2 separate regions of the Xenopus tropicalis genome follow, and region 2 is linked to region 1. The links are chromatin contacts, called in public Hi-C maps. All regions are on one chromosome and are shown on one strand. The core of a region is the stretch at or near the end of the contact, and the rest is flanking DNA. Distances in the headings are between cores, read along the strand shown. Region 1 holds the start of gad1.1 (glutamate decarboxylase 1). Region 2 holds the start of myo3b (myosin-IIIb).

Region 1 (4,668 bases), core at 1,236-3,735:
AGAAAGTAACCAGCAGGCCATACCATTACCTACCAAGGCCAAATGCCCCTTCTATATATTTTGATTAGACATCCCTTGCTGCATTGTGTTTTTAACCCTCCCCCTCCCAGCCTACATGGGTTTATTTCTAGGTTTCTGGGTTTATTTCTAGGTTTGGCGTCATTTGGCAAAGCAGTATTTATAAAACATGTTATTGTAATATATATATGTGATAGTATCACTAAATGTTGTGTTATTATGAGACTGATTCATCAAAATGTCTAAAAGAGCCACATGAAGAATAAATCAGCGGGACTATACATGCATTGATACCATCGGCTGAGAGATCATATCCCCCGTTTGATCGATGCAGCCTTCTCATTGGAAGCTACGTCAGTGACCTGTGTGATTGCAATTGGCTCCCCATGCTTATTATTTCTCACACAGCCCCCTTTCTCAATAGATTTGTTTATTAAAGCTTACAATGTGTGGTAAGATATCAAGGAGATAACTGGCAGAAGATTTTTTTTTTTTAAATAAATTAAAACTAGTTGAAAAGAAAGACAAAAAGAGATGGGTACAGTATGTGTTTGGGGTAACAAATAGAAAAGCAGCATCTCCCCAGGGGTGCCACGGCAAACACCCTCCCCAGACCCACTTGAGCTATTTGTTGAGACCCTGGAAGATAAACCCTCATACTAATATGATGTTATCACATGGTCATTGCCTGATATTATTGGGTCACACAGGTACATACTATGACTCTATGAGTGTGAATTTGGGTGGAAATGGCCAGGACTTTTGAAGGTTCAGGAACAAAGAAGAGAGGAAGTGATAAATAGACCTCTTGCCATTAAACACCCACAGACAAGCTGAGTGAGAATGTGTACACCACTCCACTACATGGGCAGAGCTGTGTAACACAAAGCGCGTTGTGAAACCACCCAAGCGGCAAAATCCTAAGCACCAAATGAGCAAGGCTAACCGCCAGGGCTGGGGTGGCAAGAGTTACGATGGGGGCAGAGAGTGACAGGGGTCCTCACATCAAGCGGAAAGTAAAAAAAGAGATATCACAGGATAATGGGGCAGGGGAGAGGCAGGAAAGAGAGATAGGTGAGTGATTAAAAGAAAGAGTGAATGGGAGAGAAAGAGAAGGATTAGAGAATGCAAGGGAGAGACGTGTGGGGAAGAGAAGCAGGCGTGAAGGGACAAAGATCAATAAAATAATATAGTATGGAGAAGTACCGAGCTGGGAGGGGAGAAGAGTATGAGAGAGGGATTCCAAGGAACAGGAAAGGGAATGCTAAGAGGAACAGAGAAGTTATAATGAATAGGGAATTATATAAAGTAATAGGAGGGAAAGGCTGAACAGGAGAAAGTGGCTGAGTTGGGGCAGAAGAGGTGGAAAGAGGGAAAGAGTAGGAAGCAGTGGGAGAATAGGAAACAGATTGGGAGGGAAGGGGGGAAGAGGAGATGGTTGGGTGGTTGGTTGATGACAGGACAGACAGAATAGCAGGGAACTGAGTACAAACATGTCTGTGCTGCATTATCAGGTGTAACAACACAGGGAGGCCCAGTCTCATAGTTGCCAATGTGTTTTTCAGGCTGCGTCCGTCGCTCTCCATGGTGCTGAAACCTGGAAATCGCTCTGCGTTCGGGCGCTTTCTCTTTTACCGGCAATTACGTCAATAAAATCCTGCGATTTCAGATAAACGGTGTGTGTTTTTCTTTTAAGGCACACATGGCTTTATTTTAGCAAATAATTTTCAAGCTATAAGTCTATGAAGATTTAAATAAAATCATAAGATTTTCCTGTTTTGCACTTTCACTGGGAAAATGGAAATATAGGTGTTCTCTGTGCAGAGCCTAAACATTGTTAAGCACGATTTATTGCAAAAGCCTCATTGTTCGCGAAATAGATTTATTTGCTAGAACTGCGACGCCCTCTAGTGTCCACTGGGTGACAAAACAAACAACATCCATCACCCAGATGAAAATATATGTGGGAATTAATGACATTAAAAGGACAACCTGAAGAGACGGTATATGCTGGGCATGCCTTTAGCAGGTGCTGAAACAGTAAATCGGATTAAATAAAGGGAAAAAAATGGGTTACACTTTAGGCAGACAAACTTTGAGAAATTCATGAAGAAAATGTAATGAAATTGCAAAATAAAAGTAAATATAAAGGGGGCAGGTCAGGGGGGATTTAAGGCAGCCAAGGATAATTAATTCATTCTAGGCGATCACGACGATATTGTTTCATGTAGTCTTATAACAATAAATGCTGATTATGAACCTCTTTAGCAGGACCCAGGGGAATAACAATTGTACCTCTCACACACGTCTGGGTCTGTCTATTGGAATCTGGGGGCTGATGAGTGGGGGAATAATAGGTGAGTGTTTTTCCATGGGAAAAGTGGGTGCTGGGTGTATAATGCATAGCCCCAGTGTTGCCTCCAAATGGGTGCAGAGCAATCACGTTAGCCTGTGGCTGGACATGGGAGCAGCTCAGCAAGGGATGTGCCCCCTACACACGGTGCGGACTAGAGGAGGCGTCAGTGACTCATGCCTGCGCACACACAGCAACTGCCTCCCTGCCTGCCTTCAAAATCGCACATCCAAGCACTTGTGGAGGAGACGGGGGCATCCCTAATTCCTTCCTGCGCCCCCACTGACATTCAAACGTCTTTCCTTTCTGGAATTTCTATAAAGAGGAGTTTATCTAGCAAAGCTGCTAGGTCCAGACTCCAGCCAGTTGGACTTAAGTGCTCTGGATTTGGGAACCTCCAGGTACAGCAGTAGGTAAGCTGCTCATTTAATTATTTGCTCATATAGATAGAGATAGGTAGTTTAAATATATATCAGAAATAAATATAGATATAAATATGACAGATTAGATAATAGATGATGATAGATAGATAGATAATAGATAGATAATAGGATATATTGATGATAGATAGATAGATAGATAGATAGATAGATAGATGATAGATAGATAGATGATAGAGAGATACATACATACAGATATACAGAGGGTAGGAATTCTTGCAGAAGTAAGCACATAACCTGTTACACCATCCCTTGCTCACAGCGCTGGCATCTAGTTCAAGGAGATATAAAGCTCACCTTGCTCCCAGCGGTGCCCATAAACCACACTTATCCCTTCCTCGATCAATTTATTTCTAATGAATATTTGATTTCATTGGAAGAAACATAAAACTTGTGAAGGGTGACACCACTAACTCGATCCATGTACCACATTCTGTAGGTTTGTTTAGTTATCAATCAGGCACACAAACGCACAAGGCTAATTTATCAGTGAAGGTTTATTTTAGAGACGTGTTCGTACAAATTCAATATAGCAAAGTCTTTGTATTATTACATAGAGACGGAGTCTATAAATTGATAGATACATAGATTAGATAGATAGATAGATAGATAGATAGATGATAGATAGATAGATAGATAGATAGATGATAGATAGATAGATAGATAGATAGATGATAGATAGATAGATAGATAGATAGATAGATAGTTAGATAGTTGATAGATAGATAGATAGATAGATAGATAGATAGATGATAGATAGATAGATAGATGATAGATAGAATTTTGTTGCATTAGTGTTTTTAAATGCACATTTAAAAACGTTTAACATGTTTCTGCTTTATGACACTAATAGCCTTTTATATCTGTATTTACCCCTTACTTACCTTCAGTGCTGCCCAACACACACAAATAATGTTAAGGCATAATGGACACAAAGGGTATATCTATAAAGCCAGTATTAACAGACCCCGCTGTGTCCTTTGTGCTGAAATAATTTATTGTACCAATCCCCCAGTCCCTGTGCGATTCCCCCCGACACAAGTCAGTGCCCATAATATGATTACTGGAGATCGTATGCTCCGCTGAGCCTTCTACACAGGACACATCGCTTAGGCAAAAATCAAAAAAGCCTGAAAATAATGTCACTTCCAACAACTTTTGCCTCCTTGGATCCCTGATGGCCAGAGATGGCCTAGGATGTTCTCCCACTATTAGCCAAGTGCTCGCAGCAGATTATGGATCTAGGTCATTGCCACCAGGACCCAGACTTGCCATTGGCATCTTCATTTAAGTTGGATTTATTGAGTCTGTGCTTCCTTGGTCTTAACAATGACTTCCCTTCTTTATTTGAGGTGGATCTCCCTATCCAGTCTGAACATTAGGAGAAATCATTAGCCCAAAAGGATTGTCACTGGAGAGATGGCATCGTCTTCCCCTTCATCGTCCGACACCAACCAGGACACCAACCCAATTAATCTGCGACCCACAAGTAGGAAACCACTATTTTGTATTCGTTTAGCAGAATACGGGGGGATGCAATAAAAAAAACGAAATTTCCCCTTTCCTCTCTGGGGATCGGTATATTTGGAGGGTAGAATTATTTAAGGCACAAAAGGAAAATATAACGCAAAAAAAATAAATCCGACATCTGACTGAAAGGATTTTGCTGCTGCTTTGAATCGCAGTCTGTGCAATTCGCTCGTTTTATGTTCTTTCTGTACAATCTATAATCACCCATCATTTTGCTGGTAATTACAGCTACTGGGGGCTAAATTACATTTAAGTGGATGCCATTGTACTTGGCAATAGGGAGGCTGGGGTGTGCGGGGGTTAAATTCACCCCCAGCTCTGCCAGGC
Region 2 (4,668 bases), core at 894-3,393, 130 kb before region 1:
AGCAGTTAATCTTTGGACTCCCAACAAGCTCCCTGATGTAGACATTTTTATATTGATTTGAAAAATAGTAATTACACAGTTAATTGTCTTTTTTTTTCTGGTTACTGAACATGGCTTGTGTTATGGAATGTGTGCAGGCAAATATTTATGTACAGACACTCGCTATATTGAATAGAAGTTATCTTTCCATTCTTGTAATCATGAACAGATAAAGACTCCCTCACCCAACCTCTGTAAGGTACTGCTGACTCGAAAGCACATTTACTAATCCACAGAAAACGTAGCCACCATTTTCCTCCTTGTGTTTGCCAATGTCATGATATTTTGGGTGTTTCATACTAAATACCTGGTATGTCAGTTCAACAGGTTGGTGTCCCCATTGTTCCAACAGCAGCACAAGGCTTAGGTGTGAGAGTAAAGGTGTTCATACACTGAAAGATAGTACGCCTTAAGATGGGCAATATCGGATCACAATGATGGGATACTGATGGGATTTTTAATCCTGCCCAATCAACATCTGAGGGCCCCAAACACGATTAACCGACTCGGACCATCTACAGCTTTTATCGGCCCATGTACTGCCACCTTTAGGAAACCTGCATGCAGCAAATCCCACAGTTCTAAATGGAGAGATAATGGACAAGGAAGGTAGCTAATAGGAATATATATCCTATTCTGAAGACCATTGAAACTGATAATTGGGATAAGTGCTTATTTATTGCTTTTAAGACATATTGTATAGCTATAACCCTCATATGTGCTAGGTGGACTCATCATGTCCAAATCATGAAATGAAATGAAGCATGAGAACAGGAAGCTGGGAAAAGTCTGTATTAAGGTATCTAGTAAATGAGTATTGAGGGACCTGTTGATCCCTTTTTTTGCCTTCTACTCTTGCATTATTAATCTTCACTATCATGGGAACTTTAAATAGCAAAAGTACCTTTGAAAGTTGCTTAGCAATGACATATAGGTTAGATGTCCAGAGTATAAACCCTCTTGCTTCAAGTATATAGTATATAAACATCTATATAGGCTACTATATATTCTGCTATATATATCTCCTGATAGCAAGACTGCTTGGAAGGAGGCGAAACAGGATTTGCTCAAAATGGTCAAGTTAGTAATAAAGTTGGTTAAGGAAGGGAATAACTTCAGCAGGAAGTAGTGAGGGGTGCCAGTGTCAGAGACAGGGAAAGAAGCTTCTTGTTATGGAGAGGGTCAGGTCTCAAAGGATAGCAGTGGTATGCTGGTAATTAGGAGTGGAAGCCTTGTGGTATTAATCATCGATTGTTGTTAAAGACAAGTCTTCCGAGTAATTTTGTTCAATTTTATATTCTCAGGACTCTGTTTAGGACCACAGGGTCTGTTGTCAGTCAGGATATCTTGGAAGTGAGGCCCTACTGGGAGCTTTGTTCTGGTGTGTAGATCCCAGTAGTATTTGCATGTCTAGATAGGGAATCTATTAGGAGGATTTAGGTAGAACTCTACATATCAACACAATAGGACCTATGGTAAAGAGTAATACCTTCAGCTGTATGCAGACTAACCAGCAGGACTATGCTGTAAATATTGGCTGAAAATACAGTATCCAAAAACAGTGGGATGTGTCCACAAAATGAAGGTCAAATCTTGGGAAATTCCACTCTAAAACAGAAAATGTATGGTTTTAATAGAGTAATGCTGGGAACTATGTCTGATTCTGCAACACATACAGTAGTTTACATTTTGTTACCTCAAAATAAAAAAGGCTTCTAAATGTAACCCAAGTTTGTGTTGCCCTTGGCTGCCATGGAAGCACAGTGGTCCATATGATGGTCTCAGACCCCAGCTAGCCCCCTTTTAAACTGAAAGTAACTCAGAAAATAATATCTATGTTTTTCCTTTGAGAAATGAAAGAAAACAAGGGGACAAATACATTTTGGCTGTAATAGCCCATAAGGCAGAACAATACATAGCAATACAAAAAATGTACAGTGACAAACGTCTCTGAAAGGGAGGACAGCCAGGCGGCAGGCAGAGCAGTGAGGTGATTGAGGCTCCCTTTGTGTTACACATAGTGAGAGGGAACCAGAGGTCCCATACAGAGACTCCAACCACAGAGATAAGCAGGTTGTGGGGCAGCTTTTTATGGATCCTGCTGCCTGACAGGCTCTAGCCAGCCTTGCTCTCTGCACAGCAGCAATACATGATTACCGGGATCTACCTTAAGTGCACATACATACATCAAGGTGAGCTCTTTTATCCTTATATATTGTATTCATGCACTGGATTTTTATAAATGTAGATTTTAATGGGATCTTAACACTACTGTACTGCACTGGTCAACCACACTTTAGTCAGTTGTTGCATAATGTAAGCATAATGTAACAAGGCTAAGGCATTCTGGGAGCTGTAGTCCAGCAAGACCAGGGTTGTATTCTTAAAGCAATATTGCTCCATAAAACTTTTCACCAGCTCCATTCAAATATAATTATGCTTAAATGACACAATCATTGCGTTCTAACAGCAAGATCACTGACATAGAGCTGGAAATCACTATGGCATTTGAAATCAAGTTTTTGGTCAGTAGAATTCTTACAGGTGAATGTTATTGCATGTGTAATTATATTAGTTGGCCACTTTTATAGAGAGCTAGGGATGCAGTTGCAAATCACCTTTAAAAAGGCTTCTAGGTTCAGATCAGGACCAGAACATTCTGATATGGAAACAGCAAGCCCATCAAATTCTATCAACTCACTCACCTTATAGCTTAAGTCTCTCTATTGGGGGTGGAGAAATGAAAGCGGGAGACTTTTAATAAGAGATCTCTCTACCTAGGGAACTAAATTATCTTTATCAGGGCTGGGTAACAAGTGGCTTTTAAGATTATGGAACACATGGTGAATATAAAGGATTTTAATCCCAAAGCTGTTAGCTGTAGACAAAATGCTTTAAATTGCAGAAACACTCAGGAAATTGCTTATAACTTATGGAATTTTATTCTTGAGGGGTGGGAGGTGGCATGTAGGCATTCCCTGCACTCCCCTTTACTTGCATGTCATTCAGATGCACAAGTTAGTGAGCGCCAGCGGGCACAGCTGGTAATGACAGGGTTAACTGGCGCTGCGCTCTGCACCTCAGCAAGTGTATGCACTCCTTAGTGCTCCTGTTCTAGTAAAATCTCTTTGTGAGCAGTAAGTCTGGTGTGTAGGAAGCGAGTGGTTTCCTATCATTAATACAGAATACCTTCAGTTCTGCCCAGCAATAAAAGATTTTACTTGTGCTTATGCATTTTTTCTTAGGGAAGAAGGATAAAAATATAGAAGACCAGTATTTTTTTTCCAGAAAAAGTGTAAACCTTAAATGGGCCCTATTTATGAATGGGGCCGAAGTGCAAAGTGTGATAATGAAAAGTTTCTTTTCCCCACAATGCAGGTTTTTTTGTTACAGAACTCGATCAATTGTCTTTGTGCTAGCACTTTCTGTGCAGTGGAAACCCACAAGCTATTAGTCACAGAGACTGACAGTAGTCTATGGCGGGAAAGTTGCAACCTACTTTATTAATCGCTCCCATGTACCTACATCCTTAAGAGCAAGCCCAGGAGGAAGATAGTTATGATATATACCATATCAATGATGGAAAAAGGTTCCATTGTGCCTTTACAGCACTGCATTCTGCAGTCTTTCTTTGAATCTCTCTGGGTTTGAAGATCCAGTCAGGCCCTGACTGGGATACAAAATAGTCCCTGGCATTTCAAGTACACAGAGGCCCAAACAGCCCCCACCAGCCCAATAAATACTGTCTATGGCATCTTACAGCAGCCCCTTTGGCATTTGCCAGATTACACAGATTTTCATGTTTGTTGCATTCTAAACTTCAACCATTATTTAGCTAAATAAGCCAGCTAACTCCCTACTCTTGTTGGTGGGATGCTAGGAGGTGCAGTAAAGCAAAAGCTGAAATTAGTGCTGTGCTCCTGCTGTTTGTAGGTCTGCAATCCATATCCCAAATGTATGTATCTGCTAACAACTGGTAACAATATCATATATCCCTTTTATACCTCCACTGCTGCCCACGGGTCAAACACCCCTTTTGCCTTGCCCTGTACTTGGGTTACTGCGCAAGTATGCAACCGCTGCATATCTTTATCTTATGTATATTTATCTTATTTATATATATTTATCTTATTTACTTTATTCTTTGTTAATTGATATTGAAAATTATTTCCAAATGAAGAAAAAATGGAGCACAGGCGCAGCCACACCCCTTTTCCCATTTCCAGGGTCAGACTGGGGTGTGCAAGGCCCACTGGGGCTACTACCCCAGGGGTCTCCACACCCCCTTGGAGGCCCCTGCCTCCTGGCCACTAAACCCCACCAGCCCCTGGTGGTCGTGATTTGGAGATTGGGAAATGTTTCCATTTATAATCCAGAATCATTGCGGCACATAGTGTGTAAGGGGTGCGCAACATTCTGCAGTTTAACTGCATTCCACATGTGCCTGTGTTAGTGCAGCCCCATAACCAAGAATGGGGGGGGTGTTTATTCCTGTGCTCCCCTGCAATGGAACGCAGGAGAACCCCACCACAGGGAAAAACACTAGTCAGTACAATAATTACCTAATTGAGACTTTTCTGTTCTAATTGTATTAATTGGCTGTAATGCTGCATTGAAGAGTAATGTGGA

What was found. A called contact is a pair of places that touch in the nucleus more often than the background predicts.
Region 2: a contact with region 1 is called in a Hi-C map of neurula embryo, with 4 times the contacts expected there. The contact joins the promoter of myo3b here to the promoter of gad1.1 in region 1. A contact is called at or near these places in 4 of 5 Hi-C or Micro-C datasets (brain, gastrula embryo, neurula embryo and 1 more).

What each region holds. Positions count from the first base shown.
Region 1 is chr9:68,066,521-68,071,188 of UCB_Xtro_10.0, reverse strand. It overlaps gad1.1 (glutamate decarboxylase 1), which reads left to right and starts at 2,485. Exons shown (of 16, transcript XM_002934611.5): 1 at 2,485-2,784; 2 at 4,164-4,300. The coding sequence starts at 4,231.
Region 2 is chr9:68,195,313-68,199,980 of UCB_Xtro_10.0, reverse strand. It overlaps myo3b (myosin-IIIb), which reads left to right and starts at 2,143. Exons shown (of 27, transcript XM_031893354.1): 1 at 2,143-2,231.